Regions from separate parts of the Arachis hypogaea genome. Here region 1 is linked to region 2. The links are chromatin contacts, called in public Hi-C maps. All regions are on one chromosome and are shown on one strand. Each heading gives the region's core, a stretch centred on a gene start, on an enhancer-like site or on the middle of the called end of the contact. The rest is flanking DNA. Distances are from core to core; before and after follow the strand shown.

What was found. Hi-C and Micro-C count contacts between places; a contact is called where the count stands out from the background.
Region 1: a Hi-C map of leaf shows a contact between it and region 2, with 2.9 times the contacts expected there. The contact joins the promoter of LOC112702573 here to the enhancer-like site in region 2. A contact is called at or near these places in 3 of 8 Hi-C or Micro-C datasets (leaf and an unstated tissue).

What each region holds. Positions count from the first base shown.
Region 1 is chr7:14,429,196-14,435,733 of arahy.Tifrunner.gnm2.J5K5, forward strand. LOC112702573 reads right to left here and starts at 5,111. Exons shown (of 3, transcript XM_025753671.3): 1 at 4,635-5,111; 2 at 3,459-3,696; 3 at 2,318-2,892. The coding sequence starts at 4,901. The coding sequence ends at 2,753.
Region 2 is chr7:14,376,350-14,382,133 of arahy.Tifrunner.gnm2.J5K5, forward strand. LOC112702571 reads left to right here and starts at 11. Exons shown (of 3, transcript XM_025753668.3): 1 at 11-313; 2 at 422-887; 3 at 1,157-2,481. The coding sequence starts at 211. The coding sequence ends at 1,172. Within about 2 kb of position 2,827, at least 3 of the 3 cell types and tissues checked have open chromatin away from gene starts, as enhancers often do.

The DNA.
Region 1 (6,538 bases), core at 3,861-6,360, 55 kb after region 2:
CCCTTTCAATATAGAACTCATCTCCACACTTATTATAGTGAAAAATTCATGCGCTTGCAATTTTAATCGGCACACACATTTTACTAGTGTATTTAATGGATTTTTTCTTTTAATATCAGCTTACAAAAATATACTGATAATTAACTGTACTGAACTATCTATTATTTGGTGTCATCATATGTGATATGCATATAAAAAAAAAAATAAAAGTTCCTTTTTTTTACATTAAATAATTTTTCTCTATCTCTCCGTATTGCATATTGTTGCATTGTTCAATATAACGAAATCCTTCACTATTGTTCTATTCTTCCTTCATTCTTTTATATATATAAAAATAATTTTTCTCAATTTTTTTCATATTAATATTATAAGGTATAATTTTTCATTATATACTAAGAAATATGTGACAAAAAATATTGCATGATAATAGATTAAATTTGACAACATTAATCGAGAAAAAAAATTAAAAAAATTTATTCTATGCACGAGGGATTTAACATAGAGAATTAGGAAATTAATATTGTCAAATGTTATCTATTATTAGGAGTCACAATAAATAGAGTAAAGTAGGATTTAAGCTTCCCCTAATTCTATCCGTAGATATAAAGTTGTTTAGAAATTCTATCCAATCCTATATGTGAAACCCTTTAATCCTCCCAATTCGTAAAAAAAAAAAAATTAATTTATTTTATAACCTAAATTTGATACTATTATTACTCTTATAAAACCACATCCCCACAGTTTTTAATCATGACAACTACATCTATGTGTGATGTATCGTTTGGTTATTAGATGGCAATATGGCAAATATTTGGGATTTTGATCCTCTAAAATTTGAATTTCACTTTAAAGAATAAAGCGTGATCTCTCACCGTTGATTTCATAGGTGGGATCAAAAATAAATATGAAAGAAAAAATATTCACAGGTAGAAGATCATATTTTACTCTCTAAAGTAAAATTCAAACTTTAGAGGATTCAAATCCAAATATTAGGTGCTTTAATTTTAAAGTCCTGCTATTTAAACAACCAAGCATGTAACTTGTTATGTGTAGGTAAAAAATTAGCTACTAATTAATTATTTATATAAAATATATATTAAAATATAAAATATGAATTGAAAATGTACGAACAACATATGTAAAATTATACAAAATATTGTAACTAATTTTTTGACGAACATTTTTGTTAAACAATTCCCTCATATAACTCTAAACAAACAGTTACATGCTTTAATTTTTGTTAAACCCTAAATCGAATATGCATATACTCCACACAACCTATGCGAGATCACGACGGGAGCAGTATAATAGACAACTCATCAGAAATTTCTCAGTGAAAGGATGGTGAACAGCTTGTGCAGCAGGTTAGAGAGAAAGAGATTAGAACTTAGAAGAGATGTGAGACTTTTCTCAATTACGCATGCATATATAACGTTGGAATATTGATCATGATTTGTTAGAAAATGAGCAAAACAAGAAAATGAGATAACAACCAAAATAGAATTACAGAACCTCTTTTAATAATAACCAACCCTAACTAGCTTTCAGTTATCGACTAATTCCATTCTATCATTGTGCGTATCCCTTACACCCAGTATGATTTTGAACCAATTGTGTGTAGTGAAACGTGAAATTAAAGAAAGAAAAAGAAAAAAAACTCTCCAACAAATTCAAACTCAATAGTATTTGTTTAATCTATTTTATCCCAAATCAAACTAAATAGAACAATTTGCACGCATTTGATGCATGTACAGTTACGAAATAATTGTTCAGTATGAATTACCTTATGATACATGTATTTTAGAAGAATGGATCCTCTTAATTGTTAAAAAAAATTGAGAGTGTAAAGTATGATCTCTAATCTCATATTTATTATTAGTCCCACTTATAAAATTAATGGTAAGAGATCACTCTTTACTCCCTCAATTGTTAAAAAAAATTTGAGGGGTTCCTTGCTATAACAAACTATACACTCCTAAATTACACATATATGCATAAGGCATTAGAAAGTTAATTATAATAACAATAATGAACTGCTTAACTTATATATCATTACAATTCTCATAAAAAGTTTGAAAGTAAAGTTTAGGGGGATCATGGAAGAAAAATTTGAAGAGGATTTCTTACTCCACATTCATATACATCGCAGTCGCACCATCAAATCATGTTTGGTCCTATCCATTTTAATATTGACTTTGCATGGTGTGAGATGCATGAAGTGATGAAGGAAGAAATGAAATGCTCATGGAAAACAACGAGTGATAATAAATGTTCATGTTCGTTCTAACTAGTTTCGATAAATACAACAAATTAAAGATGTTTTTAATTTCACTTTTATCTCTATGTAATGAGTAGCTTCTATCAACATCGCATACGTATTCACACAAGCTTATTCTAAAATTACAACATTTACCCAAAAAAAAAAAGTTGCAATTTCTCATGTCTGCTACAAGTTGTACAATACCGAGTAACAACATAGGCTGACAAAGATTCCAACACAGAATTGGAAACCCAATACAAAACATAACTACAGCTTTTATCAAAACTACTCACTGCCACTTCACAAGTACATAAAAAACATGAATATAGGCATCCAAAGCAGAAAAAAAGGGGGAAGAAACCGTGACTAAGAGAATAGACATGAACCACAACTAGTCCACTGAAGAAGATTCTTGTGCCATTCATTCCATAACATGCAAATGCAACTTATGATTTGTCTGCATCGTCTACTCTATGAATTCAGCACTTGATCTCAGTCGTGTTTTAAGTTGCGAGTACCCCAAGCAGCAGAGTAAGTTGAAATCGCCGAGCTGGTCACGCTCAACGATTGTTTGGCAAATCCGAGGCTCTTTCTAGTTACCAACCACACCGTGTAAAAGAATCCAATCCATGCTGGGTTGCATCATTTCATATCCAGCAGGAAACATTACAGTGTTAACCACATAAAAAGAAAAGTGCATAAAAAAGAGCAACATTATCTTTTTTGAGGGGGGAAAAAGGTAAAGCATAGCCTTATAAATTATAATTTAGTGTGGAAGTGACAAATTTATTGCCATTTTATACTCTGATATGCAACAGAGCACGGGAACTCTCACAAAGGGAAACTAAACCATTAAATCAATCATCCATTGGAGGTCTTTGTCAAGAAGATATGTCTAATGCCACAGCACAATTGCATGCAAAAATTTGAACATGCATTTATCATGTATATGTATATCAGTATATGTCCATGTATTTGGTGACATTGTAAAATTAAATCTTACTGCTAGCAGAGTCATTTAATCTGAAATACTATCAGTTTTCCTATTTCAACAGAAAGTTGCATCTCAATTAAAATTCAGAGTTGCATCTTGCTGAAAACATATTAACTCTATTCAAATCATCAAACCAAGATCTACTAAAATGAAGTATCTGGTAAATATAGATAAAAGAAATGAGGTTGCCATAATGTTTTATACCTGTAGTAATCGTAATAGCCACAATGGTCCAAAATATAACCGTGGAAATAGCAAATATTGCTACTAACAATGCTGCAATATATATAACCGTCACGCAAGCAAAGAAAATAGCCAAGCATCCTGCAGCTGCTGCCAAAGATATAAGAAGGGAGACAATGACAACATTTATAGTCGCAAAGAGAAAGAGAAGCGTAAATACAAGTAGTCCTGTCAAAGCAAGAATAGTAATTGTCCCAACCTGCAGGAAATTGGAAGAAAACATCATAAACATTAAAATCTAAACATAAATTACAAAACTCCATTTTCTCCAAACAAAGGATTGAAAACTGTAATGCATAAAAAGTAGTTTTCGCCCACCGGTTAAATAGTATGATATCAAAAAGGAGAAATTAGGCAAAATTACTCTATCAATCCCTATAGTTTCTAATTGAGAAGCTTCTAATTGAATCCCTACACTGTTTTGAAATTTATAATTAGGTTCTTGACCTGCAAAAACGATAGAGTTGACAGAATATTCTTTCCCAAATTGAAAATACCCACATTTAAGGGCTAAATTCCTAAATATGAACGTCTTCTCATTTTTCAGAATATTTTGTTGCAAGATAAAAACCTAATTACAAAATTTAAAATAATGTAGGAACCAATTAAAAAAATTTATACTATGAACTTAATTACAAGTTTAGTAAAGTTATAAGAATTGGTAGAGTAATTTAACCAAAAAATTATAAGAAATAAAAAACGACGCACAAGCAAATACCTACGATAATTTTTCCTCCAAAATGACACACAATCATAAAAGATACTTGAATCTTTAAAAGTTCACTATTCTATGATGCATATGGACAAATAAGATTGAGATGCAATTCTCTGCAACCTTCTAGATACTTAGCACAAGCTTGAAGAATATAAAGAGTTAACGCCCAAATATTTGTTAATATCAGATTATTCCTTTTGGTGCAAATCATGTACATCCAAATTCAAATTAACTAAGCCTTTAAAAGGAAACAGTAACAATTTTCAGGCAATAAAGTTAACGGACGCAGGGATTGAAAAATTGCACCAGAGGAGACACCATAAGAATCGATACAAAAGAAATATAAATAAATAAACAAAGATAATATGAAGAGCGTTAATTGAATGGAAAGTGAAAAGAGAGAGGAGTGTTTGGAGACTAACGGAGATGAGGAGTAGGGGGCGGAGGGGAGAGCCGGCACGTGTCCAGAGGAGGGTGTCACGTGCGGTGTTTCTAGAAGCTTGGGGGATGAGTGGAGCGTTGCGGGAGAGTGAGGTCTTGATTCGGTGGAGCAGGGGCGCAGAGTTAGTGGGTTCGGGGAACAAAATTGGGGAAACGACGTCGTTAAGAAGGTCGTGCAGCTTCAACTCCTCATTTCTGTTCTTCTTCTTCGGCATCTCTTGTTCTCCGTTGGTTTTTTCTGACGCCATGAGTGTGTATTATGATGGAGAACGTGAAAGTGTAAGGGATCGGAATGAATGAGTGATGAGTTGAGTTAGTGAAAGTGAAAGTGAAGAAAACTTCAAAGAAGAAACCGATAGGCGATAGCGACCAGCTGAGTCCCTCGTGTTAGAACGTGACACTCGTGACTCTCTCCTCTTTGTTTTTTTAATTGGGTGAATACTCGGACGAATTTTTCTAAGGATAAGGAAGGCCAATTTTTAATTTAAACGAATTAAATAAATATTTTATTTATCGAAATAAATAATTTTAAAAATTATTACAAAAATAGGTAAAATTATTTATCTCGTTTACTGTGTAAACGAGATAAATTTACACATATCTTGTTTACAGTCAAGTAAGTGCAAGTGATACGTGTATATCTCGTTTACAGTATAAACGAGATATATGCAAGTTTATCTCGTTTGTACGATAAACGAGATAAGGCTTGGTCACGCCTATATATAGATATCGTTTATAGCGACATTCTGGTCCCATTTCAACATTTTCTTCCACTTTCTCCTCCTTTTCTGGCCATATATATTATTGAGTAAGACGCATATGGCGTGCGCAAATGTACGTAATTCGGACATCAATAGACTAAACGTGACATGGCACAATGTCAAGGCATTCGACTTTGCGGTTAGTTATTTTATCTTGGCATTTGTGTTATCTAGTATATGTATAGTCATGATTAAAATACTTTCTAAAAACTAGAATAGAATTTGTATCGTTAGGAACAGGTCACTGATAGTATTTAATAATGCTAGGAATGTGATTATCATTTTTCTATAATTAAGTTGTTAACTACATAATTATTAACTTAGAGATTAAATGATGGATGTAGATACTTTCGAACCATTGAAGTTAGCTTATTAATCACACGTTTCTTAATTTATTAATTTAATTATTCATTATCCAAATTTGATGATTAGATTATTAAGTTAAAGTTTGAGAAAATGTCCATTAGTTAAGTAAGTATATATTAACGGAAAAAGTTGGATCGACATAAATTCTGTTATTACATACATGTAAAATTCTCTGTTAAACAAATGTATACAATAGTTAAGACAGTTTGATATGTCGATGGACCTATACAAATTTTTAATAATTGTGAATTTTTTTTTGTCAGAGACCTCGCTTACTTCTGCTCCGACAAGTGAGTCACGCATTTTTACCACCCAATGCCATCGTCCCGTATCTAATGGGGCTGGATTCGGTGACGCGATGTCACTTAGGGACTTTGTCTTTGACAATTCCCTGATCACGGCATTCATGGGGCAATGGCGTCCGGAGACTCGCACGTTCCACTTGCCCTGGAATGAGGCCACTATCACCCTGCAGGACATGGCGTACCACCTTGGGTTACGTGCGCACAGGGAGCCAATGGGGGCACATCCGTGATTTCTATAGGTAGCACGGCACGGAGACAAGGGAGTTGGTGGAGCGATTGCTCGGTGTTAGACCTCCAGTGGTTCCACAGCAGGGGGCGCAAAAGAAGGAGTCGTTCTCGCTGAAACTTACATGGCTGCGGAATCGTGTCCGCGATATGCCACAGATGGAAGATCTGGACTCTCCGACAGTATGCAAGGTGTTACAGCTTGTTACTGATTGGGGGTACCTGATA
Region 2 (5,784 bases), core at 1,577-4,076:
CACATGGGATAAAAATACAACGCTGAAAAGACACATACGTCCCTCTTCAAGTCCAGAATGTTCTAGACCACCCATGACGGGCCTCAACTCAACTCCAAACCCCATCTTTAACCCCGTCGCAACACCATCTCTTCCACCTCGCTGCTACTTCTCAATCTTGAATAGAACAAAATCTAAAAGCTAAAATCATACCACGAAGAAAATTAAAAGATGTTCGGAGTAGTTTTCCCAAACCGCAGCTTCCCCATAGACATCTCCACCTTCGCCCAAATCGATACCTTCCATTGGGTTCTCGACATGAACACTTTCGTCGGTAAACAATTTTTATTTTTGTAAATATAAGTAGTAACATTACCAGCTCACTAACCTGCGCACATTAGCGTCCTCTCCGTAACTAACAGCTTCACTCTAACATGCGCAGGTGAGGCGTACGATCAAATTCGCGAGGTTTGCATCTTCCTTCTCAACGGCTTTACCCTTCCTCCGGACAAGGCGCTCGCCGTCTACGTCCAGTCGCCGGGATCACCGTTCGTCTTCTGCGGCGCCGTCACGCTAGCTCGCCCCTCCGCCGTGATCTCGTTGCCGTGGCCGGATCCCGGGAGCGGCGGCCAGCTGCAATTGACGGCGGCGGACGCGCAGCCTCTGTCGGCGAAGATTGGTGTTTCGGTGGAGGACGCGGCGGCGCTGCCGTCGCTGGACGTCGCCGGCGAGCAGCGGATCGAGCGCGTGGCGTTGAAGGTAGGGGAGAATCTATTCAACTTCATGCAGAGTTTTTGCGGTGTTGATGGTTCGAAGCTTGTGGTGCCGATGGATATTTTGGATCGGTGGTTCAAGAAGTTTCAGGAGAGGGCCAAGCGTGACCCTGAGTACTTGAAGGGTTTCGCTTTGTAAGTGTTTCTTAATTGAGAAAAGAGTTCCAATTTCTCCTTTTTTTTCTAGGGTGCTAGAAATGATAGAGAATGCAAAGCGATAGTGTTTGTGTGAATTGCGATGATAGATTAGATGTAACTCTATGCCTCCATTAAATCAATCCATGGAGATGCCTTTGTGCACTTCAATTACAATTGAGGAGGGGAATTAGTATCTAAATGAAGATGTTGCACCCTTTTTCTTTTTAGATATTTGAATTTGAAATATGTTTTGATCATGTTGACAGAGGCATAGACTGTTAATTGCCGGAAGTTATACGAGAAAGCTATGTCTGCGGCTAAAGAAAGAACAATTTGCTATTAATGTAGAGTTGATGACAGGGGACTGTGGTCTAAGTGGATGGGTGATGGGTTTAGGATCTGAAGTATGACACATTTTATTGTTGATGCTTGATGCTGACAAATCATGTTCTAGCGTTTAGCTTGGGTTAAAGAAAAAGCAATGTTGATGGTTGTACTAGATTCTGCATTCCATTTGAGTGGTAACATTTAGTCTTCACTCTTCTCTTTAACCAATTATGGGATTCCTCATCATGATGGACGCTAGTCAATGGCCATTATTTTTCCCGAAATAATCTTGATTTGATTTCTGATAGTGAGTAGATAATAGGGTTTAAGAATGGGCTTAGTGAGTAGATAATAGGGTTTAAGAATGGGCTGGAACAAGAAGCGAATGTTGGGATAGTTGCTTTTTAAGGAGGCAGACAGAAGATGAAGTAAAAAGTAGATACTTTCAATGTTTGGAATCTTAAAAATGTTACTAAGTTTTGCCCCATTTAGAAGTTACAAGGATGTTTAGATTATCTATCTGGAGGGTAAACTATATTTTGTATGTTATTGAACCTTTGGCAAATGGTTAGTTTCTGTATTAGGCATGCTTTTAATACTTTTGCTGTCTCCTATATGAATGGAATCATAATATGCAATCTTTTAAGATGATCTCATTTATGGGATTATGGATATTACTAATAGAATGGGTCATGGTGCTTGGTAGTTATATAGAGCTCTAATTGTAATACTTGAATTTGATTGCAACAAAACAGAAGGACTTGTTTAATGTATATACAGACAGGTCATGTCAGAACATAAGAATTAGTTACTTGTGATAGAAGTAGTAGTCATTAGTTGGTTAGACGTGTTGGTCTCTGTGAGCTGTGTATAAGATTGGAATCATATAGAGAAGCATCAGATGAAGAATTTCATTTGTTTATTTACTCTGTTAATAGTTTCTTTTCTCCTACTTTATGAGTGGCACTTATTTCAATTATTTGCCTTCATAATTCCAGACCCTATCATGCCTGCACTTGTTGTTAAGAGGTTTTCTTGAATATGTATTTCGGCACCCTTTGAGGTGTTCCTAATTAAAGTAATCATAGATAAGTGACTGTCCTATGAGGCTTCCATTGTCAATGTTCCCCATCCAAGGAGTAATTTCTACTTGATGACAAGTTTCCTTCATGTAACAGTTAGAAATGACAAATTGAATAGTAGTAAGTGCCATTTTTGAGGGAGATGTGCCATTGTGTGTGATAATAAAGGTTTTATTGTTCTATTTTTACCATAGATATGTATATTAGGTAGCATGAAGAACAGTTTTCTTGATGCTAATTTTATCGTGTTACTATCCTGTTCATGTTGAAATAAAATTTTGACCATTACTTTTTTCAAAAATTGAATCTCTAGTAAGGTGCAACATACATGAATAACATTATATTAACGTAGTAATAAATTCAAATTTTATCATATGTGAACAAGTTACAAATGGATTTGTTTCCTTTCTCTTTCTCTCAAACTGAAGGCCGAAATGGTTGCTCTCCTTTTTGGTATAATAGTAGGCCTTCTATTATAGTGATGGTGTAGGCTAGCAGGCCACGAGCTAGCCCATTTATGTCTTTCTGTTTTCCCTCCTATTCTACCTTCCTAGTTCTGGGTCTCAATTTTAATTTACTTGGGCCAACTGAATGTGAGTTGTTGCATTAATTTATTATTAGGCACCCATTTATGCCTTTCTTTTTGTTATTATTAATTTATTATTAGGCACCCATATGGACTTCAATTTTTATTCCCCTTGAATGGTGTTATGATTTTCTGTTCTAATGACGCACTCTCTTTTTTTCTATTGGATTTTGTTGGGTGTAATGGATACAGCAATTTTAGTTGTATTAGTTACACAAAACCTTTCTTACGTCATTCTTTTTTAATAATTTTCCCTTTCTTCAATTTGATGTGGTAGAGGTTGGTTATTATTGATTTAATAATTTTCACCAACTTCAGGTAGTGAGATGGCCATAGATATTAGATACTAGCTAGTATCAATGTTTGGGCGTATGTAGAAAAATAATCCACAATTCGTACATGCCATTGTCAGGAAGAAATTTCACTTCATTTGGTTAGATTTTGTAACATTAGAGATATTGATGGGGACCAACAAGATCCTGTTTTGTTTTATGGTGGGGTGGCTAAATTTGCGTTTAACCAAAATGGATGTAAAATTACATTCACTGAAAATGCATTGGGAATTTTCTTTAAACAAAGAGCTTATGGGAGCCTTTTAAATAGCAGTATGCTTGGATTGGAGAAAAAGAGAAGACAACTTTTAAATAGCGGTATTGCTCAAATTTGATAAATCTCTTCTTATGACATAATTGTTGAGATTAAGCAATTTTTAAGATGTTTCAGAACCTATTTCTTAATCATGATCAAATCACTTAAAAATCTTTAGTCTTGCAAATTTGGCATATCTCAATATCTAGTTCTTTGGAAATGAAAATTACTTGTAACAAAGAGAAGCCATTAAACATTTAAACATATGTAATAACCACACTTTGTTTTCTTGATTTTTTTTTAATAATTAAATACACACCCAATTGGTAACTTTAAGCTTTAACTATGTAGGTTTTTGCAATTCAGCTAGAGATTAGCCATCATTATATTAAACGTTGAATACATCAATCATAGACCAAAATTTATGCTCAAATTAGATTCAACATTTTAGGGTTTATCCGATAAAATGTCCTAATATGTTCCTTTGAAAAGAAAAGAAAGAAAGGAATGGTTCTAATTATGACAACAAATTAAACTAATTATTTGATTGGTCAAGACTTTGAGTGTGGGAAGTTATTACTTATTAAAGTGAGGAGGACTTGACAAGCTAGATGAGTCTTTTTTAGCTAAAATCGTAGCTAGTTGTTATCATCATAGCCTTAGGAGGACCATCTGATCTTCTGGTACACCCTAGCCTCCAGGGTCCACACTAAAACAAAAATTTGAGGCTGATGATGATCAATTGCGGAATTGCCTTATTCCTTATGCCATTCTCTTCTTCATTCCCTTTAATGATGTCCTTTCCTTTAACTTCTTCATGAGGTAGAGGTTGGTCATTATTATCTATTCGTATTAAATTTTCACCAACCTGAGGGTCTCAAGGTGGAGGATACTATCAATGTTTGGACGTGTTTTTAGACATACCCCTAAATGGCACATACCATTAACAAGGACAAATCTCACTCGATTTTAATAACAAAAGCCCTTCAATGTTTGGAATCAATACGAGTAATAGCATTTTTAATAGAAGGGAGTTTGAGAATTAATTTTATTAACGGTAATGCTAAGAAAAAAAAAAAAAAACACAAGACTTACTTAACAAAACTTATTTTACTTAGTATGTATTAATGCTAAATAAGATAAGTTTTAATTATTTGTTGTTAATTTTTTTTTGTTATTAAATATTTTCGTTTTATTGATACTTTAAATTTAAATTATATTGATGATATTTTTTTATTTCTTTTTTTTTTATATTAAATATATTGGCTGAAATTACACACATTTTTTTAAGTTACCACATTTATATTAATTTTTTTTAGTGATAAGACTAAGAAGACAATATTTAAAATTATCTTCTATATACATATAATATTCGTAATTATATATATTACATCTAAAATTGCACAATTACTCTAATAATAATTAATTAATACTAAATAAGACAATTATTTATACCCTGGCCGAAGTAACCAGGTCCAAATTAAGTTAAGAAGTCCAAATCCTAAGGATTGGCCTTCACGCCTATCGGACAGGAGATCGGAATCAACACACAAAGGCAAGTAACACTTATTTAAGTAAGTAACTGCCTTCTTATATCTCTCACCAACTTCTAGAAGAGAGATTCCAACAATCCTAAAATAAAGAGACGATTATCCACCATCAGAAGTAGAACTACTTTAACGGTTGTTATTGGCTCGTCTCCTATAAATATCTTGACATTCTCATGTACAGTTAAGTTCGAATATACTTAAAGCCTGCTTAATCCTTTGCTGACTTAAGCATCGGAATGTCTTGGAGATACCACCCCCATTTCTCAAACGCACAATTCGGACAACGATAATCAAGCGAGAAGTCGGAGATCCCCTTTCTTCGCAATTTGAACCTTCTGTTCTAGTCCAATTCACATATTTTCAGATTATTCACGTAACAATAATTTTAAATTATTTAGGCTGATTTTTTTATTGTCTTCCAAATATTATTGTTCTCTTCGTATCATGTTTATCGACTAAATATTGCCAAATTATATTTTACGAAATTTAGGATACACTAAATGGTATATAACTTAAATTTTTTTAGAAATTAGTGAATGCATCATAAAATAAAATAAAATAAAACTATTAAACTAACTTTTTCAGTCAACATTCTTTTTTAATTTCTTTTATTCTCTTTTTAGACTTTGTTACACCTATTACTTTGTTGATTGATTGTTGGTTAAAGAAAAAAAAAAAGCTAATTCCAACTTTTGGGAAAACATTATAAACAAATTAGGGGACGTCACACACAAAAATATCAAATTTGCGATCAAGTAAGA